Linked DNA regions of Gasterosteus aculeatus: region 1 is linked to region 2. Evidence: chromatin contacts called from public Hi-C data. All regions are on one chromosome and are shown on one strand. The core of a region is the stretch at or near the end of the contact, and the rest is flanking DNA. Distances in the headings are between cores, read along the strand shown. Region 1 overlaps dock10 (dedicator of cytokinesis 10). Region 2 holds the start of dock10 (dedicator of cytokinesis 10).

Region 1 (6,954 bases), core at 1,667-4,166, 33 kb before region 2:
TAACAATGGTTCACCTGGACCACCGGGTACGACTCAAGCGCTTACCTGTGATGCGAGCGGAGGGTAGCGGCAGGCTGAGAGGAATGTAGTGCTCGTGGTTACACACTTCTCTCAGAAATTCAAATTTCCGCTCACACAAGACCTATCACACGACAAAAAAATATTTGAATGCATTGTGTATACGTGTGTACTTGCTAGTTCCCTGTATTTAATTCCTGCTAAATGTTTTTTTTTACCTTGCTGTCAGCAGCAGTGATCATGTTAATGTAGTTGCTAATCAGCTTGAATGTGAAGCCTCGGTCCATGAGAGTAAAGCAACGCTGCGGAGAGACGTACAGATCAAATCGACTAATAAAGACACTGGCAGCCAGACCAGTTAACACAAATGGTTAATTCAAGAGGTAACATCCGTAAATGGAAACCATCTTCATTTGCAGTCTGTTTATGCCGTTTTTATCGAGCACTACAGAGTACGCACAGTTTGTTCACATGTGCTCATACTTTACTTGATCGTTTTGCATTTAAATCCACGAGGTAACACATTTAGCTCCCACCTTGACAAAAGCTGCAACGGCTAAGTTGGCATTGCGCGTCTCTTCTGCCAGTTCTTTGTTTTTCCAGAAGATGTGTTCGGACACCGTCTCCACCAGGGTCTCCACGCGGCTCAGGTAGGATGAGGGGAAACGCTGGGGCCTCGGTAGCTGTGGGAGCAAAGAGTCATCATTGCAAAATCCTGCCCTTTGTCCAAGGATAGAATATACAGATGCTAAGGAACTATAATAAACCAATAAACACAATGAGGGACCCCCGCGGGCCAAAAGTATGAGCAAGAGTGTGCAAACTCACCTTCACCTTGTCGGAGTCAAGCAAATTTTGGGCCATGGATTTGACAATCAGTTCGAAGAAGAACCAGGAGAACTGAAACCAGGAGAATACAAAGGAAGGTCAGTCGGGCGCCAATATTTTCCGTCTAATCAGCTCAAGCATGAAAACAGGGGATTCACACATGATGAGGAGGAGAGAGACAAACCTTGAGGATATTCTTGACTGCTGTCTGCTCATTGCTCTTCAGGTCAAAGGTCATGCCCTTAGCCAGTTCCTCGTGAACTGTCCTGAAGCCGTGGGCCTCCGTCCTGAATACATACTACACACACGGAGGAGGGGAAATTAGTCCCAAAACACACTCCTGTTACAATTGTTTTCTCCCTTTACTGGGAAGCAAATGTTGAGCAATAACAGGACATGAGGGGAGAGAAGGACAGGACAGCAGAGTTCAATGGAACAGACAGTTTACGCAGATCCCAAGTGTGTTGCAGTCCATAGTACTAATTAGAGCTACAATGATTCTAATTATTAATATTTGGAATAAACTTAATTGGCATATTTGATGGTCCTCAAAATTACTTTTCAAATCAATATCCCAATGATTGGATAATGTGCGGTTCTCAAATGTCTTATGTTGCTGCCAAATGAGCTTTATGACAAGACATTTAAACATCATGCTCTAAAATGATGTAAACCGATATCAAAATACTACTTCATACATTCATTGATTCGGCTCTATTATGTAATAACGCGCACATTCAAAATCAGTGTAAATGCATGAAGACAAAGACACTTACAGTGGACAGAAACCTGAAATAAGGCAAATAAAATATTTTCCATTTGGCTAATTATATGAAAATCAAAAGGTTTGATTCATATGGTATTCAATTCATGCTACATTGAATTGATCCCCTCTTTTCTCTCCCTCTCATTGAACACAAATATATTCACGCACACACACACACACACACACACACTCACTCAGCAGTTCAAATTGGGCACCACTACTACCGAACATCATGCCAATCCGTTACTATGGCAACCCCGGTTCCATAAGCCTTCGCTAGTCCTCTCCTCTTACCCTCCCACCATTCGTCTATGACACTGCCTATTCAAGCGCAGCAGTTTCCATTCACTGTGGCCAACATGAAACAGGTCTGGTCTCTTTCCTGTTTTTATCTTATCTCCCCCCCGTTAAACAAACACACCTCGTGTGTCTGATTGAGCGGGAAAGAGTTCCTAGTTTGCCTCCGACTCAAATCACTCATTCTTTGACTTCTTCATCTCTCTCTACTTCTCTGTTTGTGTTTGCACAGCTTTCTGGGCATGAGGCCCTAGCCACACTCCTGCTGGCCCAAACACACACACACACACACACACACACACACACACACACACACACACACACACACACACACACACACACACACACACACACACAAACAAACAAACACAGACATAAAGCCTCCAAAAAGAAATAGTCTGCAGACATTCCAGTACCACAGCATATTACAACATCATATTTATCATACGGTCATTCTGACAACACACACACACACACACACACACACACACACACACACACCACGGTGTTGTGGATATGTGTGTTATTTTACCTTGATGTAGGAGTGCAGGTAGTGATCCAGGTTTTCTTCGTGGCACTTTGCAACAATGTGGACCAGAACTCTGCAGCAGACACAGGCGAACAGAGCATTTTATTTTTTACAGCTTTTATCATCAAAACGTCACCAATGCTAACATGTTATCTCTTCATTCACTGATTTTCAATATTTGGTATAAAATATAAATATTATATATATATATATATATATATATATATATATATATATATATATATATATATATATATATATATAATATAAATAGAACATAATAAATACATAACAATATAATGTAATATAAATGAATTTAATATTTTGATACTCTCTATATTTTATAATATAAAAATGGGGTTTGGTGTTTTTAAACACATCCCTGACGTGTGCTTTAAAACAACCACAGAGCCGCCACCGCCCTGATGTGAGTCCAGCTGTTAATGGTGCTGCAGTACCACGGCCTACCTTGTGGTGGCAGTCGTGACCTCGTCGTTGTCATTCTGAGTCAGAACCTTGAACAGCTGGTTGAAGAGCACTGGCAGGAATCGAATGATCACTGGGAGCTTTTCCATGCTGAGAAGACCCTGGAGGACGGAGCAAAACAAGAGCGCAGCAGGAAGAAACTTAAACCATGAAAAGGGCAAAAACAATATGTTTGGAGCACAGTACAGCAGGGTCGCACTGGTTAAGACACGGAGCAGTGTTCAGTAGGCAAGTCTTTTGTATTTTTGTGGGGCCTTTTCTCTGACCTTCAAGCAGTTGAGGAAGTTGGAGGTAGGCGGAAGCGAGAGGTCCAGCTCTCTCTTCTGGCACTGCTGGAAGAATCGGTTCAGGTGGGGGTCCTGGCACAGAGGGAGGAAAACATAATTATATAAGCTGTAAGCATCTGCACTGATACTTATCGGACTGGTTCCTTTTTGAGAAGCAATCGATCCAAACATGTGGACTTCACCCCCTTGGTAAGTCATGTTTAAATTCAGTTCTTTCTGAAAAGTTTCAAAAAGAACAGAAAACAACCACAAAGTTTATTTGGATGTGTTTTGCTTTGACGATTTACTATGGAGGCCAATACAATATGTATTATTGTATGTGTAGTGAAAGTTTCGTTGCAGAAGCAAGATGGTGGAGGAGTATATTTAATAAATATCCATCGAATTGAGATCAGTTTTCTACAACGCTTGTTTGAAATGTTCCTGTGGCAGTCATGACAACATGACTTCACATGTTTTAATTGTCTTTAAATTCTATTTTTAACTGGTTTTCAAAAGTAATACTAAGATCCTTTATCAACTTTGATAATTTGCAAGTGAAACCAAGACATAGATTCTACCAGGACCCAAGGCCAATTCCTGACAAATGCATGAGAATAAAGAGTAGAGTAGGACATGAGGGTGTATTTCTCTTGCTGCTTTAGACTGCGGGCGCAGCTAATCCGGTTACTACGGATACAGGTTCACTCAACTCAGCCGATCGAACCGATTGTTTACCGCGCGTAGACAGTTTGTGAGAAAAGACAACAGCTTCAGAGAGACTGACAGTTCTCGCTGCAGCCCCTATGACAGTATTTTCCTTGGTCCCATCAAAGCACCCCTCCACACAAAACAACCATGATAAAGACAGCATTTAGTTTCTACATAAAAGTAGAATGTGCCTGTATGCCAAAAATAACCCAGATCAATGATTAGAATGATATGAAATGAAAATGACCATCGCTGATTTTATTTGGGGGTGCGGGCCAAAGAATGCAATTGAGATATTATGAGTTTCAGATCTACTTGGAGGACATTTTAGTAACTGGATCTGATACTATCCACTAGTCCTGTAAGCTCTTTCAGGAAATCGAATCCATTTTGCCATTCCACGCAATCAGAGCACACAGACGGAGCAGTTAAGGACAGGAAAACGGACAATCTTCTCCATTTGGGGTTAAACGGTCCTTTGAGGCGGAGACATTGAGAGACCATGTCCACATTCTAGCTCATTTTAACAAGGAGGCTGAAGCTGAAAACAACAATCCATTCATTTTTCTATACCTCTCATTCGGTTTAGATCCTGCAATAGATCACACCTCGGACATGTGGGAAGTCCATCACAGGATCAGTAAAGCATCAAGAGAGCGAGGAGAGACTGTAGAGGCCCAGATGGTGGTTTTACCTGAGTGTATACTGTGGAGACGACATTGGTGGACACTTTGAAGATAGACTTTCCTCCATCGACCCATTTCGTATCTGCTCCGTTCTGTAAAATGGAGCAATGGAGGATGTCACCAAACCGTGTCCACACTAGATAAGAACGTCTTAATTATCCTTCACAATGTCCAATATTCATACAGCCAGCATCTGTCCTCTCTCTCTCGCACCTTGGTGCTGCTCGCTTCCTTGATGGACAGGTATCCAGGTGGCAGATTGCAGGAGACGGGGACGCTGAACTCCTGGGATGACAGGCGGCCTTCTTTGAGGAGAGGCAGCCAAGAAAATCCCACTGGAAAGGGATGCAAAACACACAGTGCTGCACGGTGGGCGTGATACGTTTTTACTATTATTTCAGCTTCATGATCTGCCGCCAAACTACCTGGTGTCTCCAGGGCTTCTTTCCTCTTAGCATTCGTCTTAGCATTGATGTCACAGGTGATGTGGTAAAAGGAGAAAAGAAGGTGGTGCTTTTCATGGAGTTGAGTAGGAAGCTCAATCTTCACCTGGGGACACAACAGAAGGTAATGTATGAGGACATGCAAGGGATGCTGCAGTTTTCCATGAAAACATTGTTTCCAATCTCAGGTTCTACTTCTATTATCATTACGATTGTCCCAAGCAATCTACCTCATCATAGAAGTCTGGGTTTTGGGAGTGATGCAGGACCGTGGAACAGGCTGTTGTGGTGAGAACTGGACCTCCCGGCTTGCCGTAGATGCACTGGAAAAACGTCAGAAACAGAAGAAGACTTGCTCAGCAGGTTTCTAATGATTGACAGTTTAACGGGAGAAAAAGGGAGTCACATAAAAACCGAATAAATGTCACATCAGCATGTTTTTGTACAGCTTTCTACCTTTAAAGGTTTGGCAACTTCTTCGTCCGAGCTGCGGAACTCCACATAGACGGAAAGGTTACGAGCCTGGGAACAAAATGAACTTAATTATTGCACACAAATGAAACACTGTGAGAAACGAAAGTACAGCATGGAAAAAAACAAGAGGCTACTGTAAAATCCTAATAAAAAATACCATGCCATACCTTGGCGAAGCTCTTCTGGCTGTCATATTTGAGGTGTTTCGGATAGACGTAGATGTGGTTTCTGTAGACGCGGTGGGGCTGCGTGAACTTGGTGGTGTCCTGGACAAACTCCTCCACCTCCACCGTAGGTTGGTGTTTGCTCAGCTCATCAAAGGGCTTCACCGGCACACACGAGGGGGTCACGCAGTCTGAGAGCACAGAAAAGTGAGTTTCAAACAACTGGCCGAGTGGGAAAGCAGAAGGGAGGGAGGGGGCAGAAAGCGGAAAAGGGGAGTTAATGCCCCCCCCCAAAAAAATAAAAATGGACATACTAGGATGCTCCAATGGAACGTGGTCGACTGCGATTTCCAGCGTCCCAGGAATAGTCTGCAGTTTGCTGGTCTTCTCAGCCCTGCACAAACAAAGGTCAGATTAAAAACGCCACAGGAAGCGCTCATCTTGCATTGGAGGTGCAGTGACACACCTCCTGTACTCTGACACCAGCTTGATCAGGTCATCTGTTGAAATCTTGTTGCTCTCCTGTTTGAAGAGGGGCGAAAATCGAGACTCTTTGTCCAGTGCCCCGTGGTTGTCCTTAAACACTGACCTATAGCAGATAGACGGGAGACACGGCGCTTTTGGTTAGCAATTAGATCTCATGGAAGGAACATGGTGGTTACATTTTGAATGTGTTTGCATGTTTAGCATCCAACCAGGGGCACTAACCTGACAGACCAGGCAAATGGCATACGGTACCTCCCGAGTTTGCTACAGAACTGTTTGTTGGATTTCAATATCTTCTGAACAGTCTGTGCGACACAAGCAGAGAAAGGAAGGGCAGACGGAAATGTTAGCCTTACCACAGCGGATATTTTTAAATACAACGGGATGGGATCAGCCCTAAATTTTCGTTGACCTAGACAGAGCGACGGACTGACTAGCTCGTCTGTTACAGGCAGCAGGTTGAATGTCTGGTGATTCACTTAGGCGTTTAAACAGGGACCACATGGAGCGCAGCCGGCGGGGAAGCCAGGAAATGTCTTGGATAGGATGTCGGAAAAACCGCATTTCTAAACTATCCGGCCGGGACTGGCATTCACTGATGAAGATAAACTCCGTCCTGGGAGGAAAACCATTTTGTAAAATGTCGTGCATTAAACACAGAGTGCATTAAGCCCTTTCGCGTACAATAAATATCCTAATAGTATGTTTTGTGAGCTATTTCTTTTCCTCTGCTTCCTCTGATAACAAAATAGAAATGTTCCGCTGTTGTTGCTGTCCATTCAATTGGTATCAATGATGTC
Region 2 (6,673 bases), core at 484-2,983:
TTGTACAAACCTGTTAACCCTTGGAAACTCCGTCAAACTGTTTAAACTGTGATATTTATACCGTTGAGGCCATTGTGGGCAATGCCACATATCTATTAGTGATGCAAATAAATGTGGGCTTTCATAAAGAATAAAAACATATTGACTGACAGTTATATAGTTAATGTCTAAATGAGCGGAACTCCCTCAACTGTCTTTGCTCAAAAGCCACTGTGCGACTTCGACTGCAGCGCTTTTAGGCATGGCGGGAAAGCTCACTGGCACCAAATGATACCAACACTTACCAGTCCATCGATTCATCCGATGAAAAATAAATAAGCAGCGTCCTGGTGTACAGCAAATACATGTTATTCTATTCAATTCTGTTCAACTGACACTGTTGCCGGTGGGAACATCTGGCCGCTCGTGCAAAAAGGCGATGTCTCCATTCCATTCGTTCTGCACGCACACCGGTGATATTAGATTTTCTCTTTTTATTCCAATCAATTCTCACTGTGCTGGTACGCGTGTGTCCCACTGACACACTAACACCCGAGTGGAGAGGATGCAGAGTGGCAGTAGTCTGAAGTGGAGTGACCTTTCTCTATGCTAATCAGCGTGGCCACACACACGCACACAGACACGCACGCCAAACGTGAGGTGGAGGATTTGTCCTCAGCCAGATGAATCAAAAGGACATCATGAAAGCACCTTCTCCTTGAATGAGTAGATGTGTGTTGGTGTGTGCGTGCGTGCGTGTGCATGCGTACGTGCTAGTGGATGTTTTTTCCTGCACCCCTCCTCCCGTTATCTTAATGTCAATCACAGCCTCTCATTGTGAGGCAGCGACACACCCACTGAATCAAACATCCCACAAGCACTTCTCGTGACATTAATACGGCCCGATAGTAGAAATAGTCATGAATTAATCCAGAGGTCGAATTGATCGGCCCTCTGTTCCTCCCTCCGCGGTTCCCTGCGCCGCTGGGCAGATGCAAACCGCTGCCCGTGTCATGCCGCATCCCACTATCCCGCTATTTACTGCATTTCATTCACAGGAGACACACACGCACTGAAATAAACTCCAGGTTGGGCAATTTGTGCACCTTTTTGAGCACCGATTCGTTTCCCCTCGCAGGATCAATGGCCAGATGCTGAGCAGCTGCGCTGTACAGTGCCGCTCGTGCACATCAGCCGCAAAAGAAAGATGCAGCATGAATGCCAATTTGCCAGATTTGAACACGGCGCAGTGGTGCAGATCGAATTCACATCCAGACGCAAAGCTTTTAGCGGCCAAAGGCGCTCAAACCAAAAAAGAAACCTTGGGCCCACAGGTGTGTGTGATGCGTTTTTTCTTTCTTTTTTTTCCCCCCACACACCCCACCATGTTTCCACAATCCACCCGGGTACCACTCACCGTCACCGCAGCGTGTCTGACCGCGTTGGACGCCGTCTGGCGGATCTCCGCCGCGGTCCCCGGTTTCAGCAGGTTCTTGGTGAATCTCCGGGTCGATTCGGCTGCCATGTCCTCATCGGAGCGGTCACGGAGCCCAATTCAGCCCTGAGGGGTGTGTGCTGCAGTCAGTCAGACCCACCTGGGCCCCGCCCTGCGCGCCTGTCCTGCTAACGTGGGCCGAGCAGAGCCGAGCCGAGCCGAGGCGAGCCGTGTTTGACACACACGCTGAGTCCGCACACGCCGGCGCGCGTAATGCAGATGATGCCTGTGCGGCGAAAATGCACGTCAAGCTAGACCAGAGTCAAAGACGGTGTTTCCGGTCTTAACTTTCGAAATAAAACACCTTTGTCAAACCCGTAAAGTATGATTGCGCCACTGCTAAGAATGCATTTATTTGGAGGGCTTCAGTAATTAAATTGTAGTTATTCTTACCCTTACTTTACGCGAACGTCACATGTGAAAAGATACATTTTACGTTGTTGCTGAATTTCCATTACCATTATGCACAAATAAGATGTTAGTTTAGAGTGTTAATGGGTAGGAATGCCACGGTAACCCAACAGTTGAAACTGATATCACGGATGTGACCGGTGTTTGAGCCTGTATATAATACTCAATGCTTCTCAGGGAAATATCTGAAATGTCAACTACTTATCATCAGTCCAGTCACGATGAAGGAAGGAGGGAGTAGGCATGGACTGTCTGTAAGGGAGCTGCACTGTAGATAAGACGAGGTAAAAAAGCACAGGCCAACAGCGACACGTGGCGTCAATACGTGGTTATTGCAACTAAGTCATTTCCTCGATAGAGTGAAACAGCGCCCCCCTGGGATCGAGGGTCTGTTGCGTGGTCAAAGGTGGTATTGCACTATTACAGTCGAGAAGAGTCAAGTGTAATCGGTTAATACTCAGGAGAGGTAACATGAACAAACGTTGTTTGTGAAACGACAACGAACGATGGTTAATGTCCATTTTTGAGTGTGTCTGTGGTTTGGTTGGTCATTGGTTGGTTATAATGAAGACAGGAGACAAGAAAAAAATATCAGAACAACGCTGTTACAGTGAGCAGAGAAAGTCCCCGCTTTCTCTCCAATTTAGTGTTTAATTGTTATTAAGTTACCGTTGAATGCTTGTGATATATGAAATTTGAGTCTGCTAAAAGTAGTTTTCAATCTTTTTTTGTTTTGTTTAAGCTGTGCTATATGATCAGGTTAAATAGTTTTAGGCTGTAATTGATAACATCTGTTCTAATACACAGGCCAACCAGGCAGCATATTTATCTTACTTTAAGGAAGCAAGTAGTGTGGATGAGCGTGGATAATCTTGTATTTTAAAACCTGCATGCTGATCAAATCCAGGGAAAATATACACTCAGTTTCCACTTTATTAGCTAAACTACTTTAATGTAGTTACATGCAACACTCCTGCAACAACTGATACCTTCACGAAGGTTGTAATGTATAGTATGCTTTAGTGGGGAGTTGATTGAATGTGAGGGTAATTTTGGAGGCTGCAGTTTGTGCTCCTGACACTGTATACTGAGAGTTGTTTCCATTAACGTGTGTATCCTTTTTTATGTGAATGGGGACAATATATTGAAGACACCACAACAAACCCCAACAGCATCACAAACTGTCGACTTCAAAATGAAGCTCATGTTAAATCAACTCGGTAAAACTTTGTGAGATGAATGGAGTTTGACTCTATTGCAGGACTCTTTTCATGTGGGTGTACCTAATAAAATGATTATACCAAATATGACCTCTAGATGGGAGCAACACACCAGGCATGGCCTTGGCATGATATTAATGAACAATGTATGATACACTTATGTATCACACACAATCTGTGGAACATCAACAAAAAGATTACATTTTACATTGGTTCACAATGAAGACTTTGGGAACACATAACTTTATTCTACCATACCACTGATGCCATCTGTAGTAGATGCAAATATAATGATAATAATATGTGCTTATATTGACACAGGGAGTGTGTCCTCTTCATGGAGCCGGCCACCATGTTTCAGTTGCCCAGAAACAAAGGCCGCTGTGGTTCTCTTACATGCTCAGCACACACACGGGACGCGTTTCAGTTAGTTGCAATCTGCCGCCAGTTACTACTCACTTCTCCTTTCCAATGACCTTTGTTTGATCAACTCCACACGCTATAAAACAACCATGTGTAACCAAAAATTTGTGGGTCCAAAGTTTTCTCCAGACAAGACGACAAGGATTCCGAGGAATAATATAAAACTGCCTTGTGAGCATGTGCCAAGTTCCTGTGTAATAATGTTTTACACTGGGTTGAATCCAATGTTGAGTGCTGATAAGTTCCTCCAAAACCAGTAGTTAAGGATTACATTTTCAAATTCAGTTACAATACTTTTATTTAATTGACATGAACCACTCCTCTCTGTGATGCGTTACCGTAACCTAACCTAAACCTCAATGTAGCATGGACGCTAAGGAGCGCTGCACAGCTTCTGCCAAGAGAGGCTCAATATGCCATCAGACAGCTCCAAAGTTGTCTTATGTGACTTGTTGGCTGGGTGCCTAACTACTGGTATATCCAGGAGGGTTTATTCAAAGTTGAAGTTTGTGTGAAGCTTTACTGTGAGGACGGGACCAAAGTGCTGTAAGAGCTAACGGGGCTAAGCTAGCGAGCTTCAACGATTCCATCCACATGTGCATATCTTCTTGTATTTCTAAGTACGTATGGGTGTGATGGCCTTGGCTGGCGCTCGCCCGTCTAACAGATAATCAATACGTAAACGTGATTAGTGTTTCCAGGTGGAACATGCTGAGCGATTTGACCATTCAACTTGAGTAATGTTGCAGAGCCGCGGGCGTGTCAGTCCTGCTTAATAGAATGTGCAACCAGTGCGTCCACAGAATGCAAAAACGCTATTTGGACGCGTGACAAAATCTCGTGCGGCCTGACAGTCATCTGGGCTCACCTCGGAGCTGCAGACAGAGGCAGCCATACGGGGAGGGGTGCATGCATAAGAGGGGATGAAGGCAAAAGAGCAGCAATGTAAAAAGAAAAAATGAAGTAGTAAAGAAATAAGTGCTGGTCTACTTGTAAATGATGAATTCATCTGATAATGCGCCAGCCAGCCAGTTCCAAACGCTTTGGGAGTTCTGTCCCAGTCTCAGTCCTGCGTGGCTGACAGAACAGGTAAACTGAGAGGTGAACGGGAAAAGCAGGATTAGAAAAAATATAGAGAGGCCAATACCGAGAAAAGGGAGTGAGGAGAGTTGGTGAAACGCCGAAACCTCTTCTGGACACGGTGCAGCTTTTGGCAGCCTATTTTTCTTGTCAAGTCCTCAGATTCAATAACAAGATAGCACACTCGAGCTTCCACAGGTTCTCTCTATCCAGGACCATCTTGAGGACAGAGAAAAGAGTAACGACCATTTGAAAGTATTCGGGGAGAGCAGCGGGTCACATTTCTGCAGGCCAGGCTTTGCCCAAGTGTCTAATTCTAATTTCCGCTGCAAGGAGCTATCACAAAATGAGTGTGTGTTCATCTGCAATAGGGTCCCCAATGGGAAGGAAAAGAATGGTGTGTGTGTGTGTAGCCCTGGAACCTGCACGTGTGCTGTGTGTGTGTCTGTGTCAGAATCTTTAAGAGATGTGGACACGATGTGTAGGAGAGTTAGAGAGCAGACTTGTCTAAGATGGAGAGAGCATGGGGAATGAGGGCTTTTGGCAGCAGAGGACAAGCTGATGGTGGATATACAGCCACAGAGAGACTTGAATGGAGAGGCGAAGTGCAGGGATCATAAAAAGGAGCTGCGGAGGCAAAAATGGAGGAAAAAGAAAACAGAACATATGAAAATTACAAATGGAATTTCTCGGGGGTTTGAACATCACGGCTCTCCATCTGCGGAGGGCAAGTGATGTCAAGGGGGAAACTCCCCATTTGAAGATATATATCTTTAATTCTAAAACACATCAGGCAGTTGAGTCAGGAGATGTGAACTGCAACCCCTTTTGCAAAGGCTAAACCTCAGAGGGGTAAAGCTGTAGTGTGGGATACTTTCTTGAAACAAAGTCTGGAGCTGATTCAACAACTAACTTCATTTTATCCATCCAAATGAACTGTGTTTCATTAACTGCTCACACGTGCACCATGAATCTTTCCTTGAGCTTTCTGTCAACTCAAGGTAGCACATTTAATCCCCATACGGTCATACTTTGAGTTTTGCAAAGTAGTAACCAAATGCAAATAAAGTAATGGGTGAATTGCTATCGGTGATGTGTTTGTTGGCTAATAGTAAAACATGTGGTGCAGAAATACTTCAGTTGTTGGAGCATTCAGTGTATTTGGAGGCAAAGGAATGACTGAAATACTGATTTTGTAGTGGACGTTTTGGGTAATATCCAAAATGTCTCATCAAATCCCTGGTTCTGTTTATCTCCTTCCTGATTTACATAATTGTTTTGAAAATGTTTTGCCTCATTTGGTTGAAAAAATCATGAGTAAACCGTTTGAACAAATAGTGTTTTAAAATTGAAGGCTTTTCTTACATTTATGACATTTATTTTGTTAACTAACTGATAACCGTCAGAAATTCTGATTGCAAAGTCCCCAAGTTGAAGGTATTATCATCAAGTCCAAAACAATTTACATTCACATAAGACGAAGAAAAGCATTGATCAAAAAGTTTAATTAGCTGGCACCGGACTAGTTTGGCGTTTTTGTTTTCAAAATAACAATTATTTCCTAACTGAATCAACCAATTGATAGATGGACAGTTTCAGCTCTACTGCAACGACAAATATGAGACATAAAAGAATCCCATCAATTAAGACCTAAAAGTTTTCATGTACATTGGCCCTAAATAGATTACTAAAAAGGTGCATCTTTTGAGTTCACCTCAACAGCTTCCACAAGGCAATCAGCCTCTGCATTTTTAAAAACTTTTTGCTTCATCTTTTTCTGCCGAGACACTCGCGTTTTACAAAGTCAGTCAACTACGTGAGGAGTCGCTCTGAGTCCAACGCAGACTCGCAGACACTAGATGACGTGCCCCTCTCTATTTGTTATGGGCTCTTACTTTCTAGCCTTTCTTTGTGTTCTTTAATAAATGAAACACGTTCATTCCCCTTCATCCCTTCTCTCTCATTCACTTACTGTGTGTGTGTGTGTGTGTGTGTGTGTGTTAGAGAAGAGTGTCTGGTGCCTGGGGTGAAATCAGGCAGATAAAAGGCAGTGATGAGGTTTGAA

The links. Hi-C and Micro-C count contacts between places; a contact is called where the count stands out from the background.
Region 1: a Hi-C map of whole body shows a contact between it and region 2, with 3 times the contacts expected there. The contact joins the enhancer-like site here to the promoter of dock10 in region 2. A contact is called at or near these places in 3 of 6 Hi-C or Micro-C datasets (skeletal muscle and whole body).

Annotation. Positions count from the first base shown.
Region 1 is chr1:9,817,998-9,824,951 of fGasAcu3.hap1.1, reverse strand. dock10 (dedicator of cytokinesis 10) reads right to left here. Exons shown (of 56, transcript XM_078104671.1): 14 at 6,377-6,459; 15 at 6,135-6,257; 16 at 5,983-6,062; 17 at 5,672-5,859; 18 at 5,487-5,552; 19 at 5,261-5,353; 20 at 5,013-5,136; 21 at 4,801-4,922; 22 at 4,596-4,679; 23 at 3,191-3,283; 24 at 2,907-3,025; 25 at 2,442-2,511; 26 at 1,031-1,144; 27 at 847-918; 3 more. Among protein-coding and RNA genes, the nearest start is that of LOC144409496, 19 kb to the left of the region's middle. Within about 2 kb of position 2,916, at least 6 of the 9 cell types and tissues checked have open chromatin away from gene starts, as enhancers often do.
Region 2 is chr1:9,784,052-9,790,724 of fGasAcu3.hap1.1, reverse strand. It overlaps dock10 (dedicator of cytokinesis 10), which reads right to left and starts at 1,733. Exons shown (of 56, transcript XM_078104671.1): 1 at 1,397-1,733. The coding sequence starts at 1,504.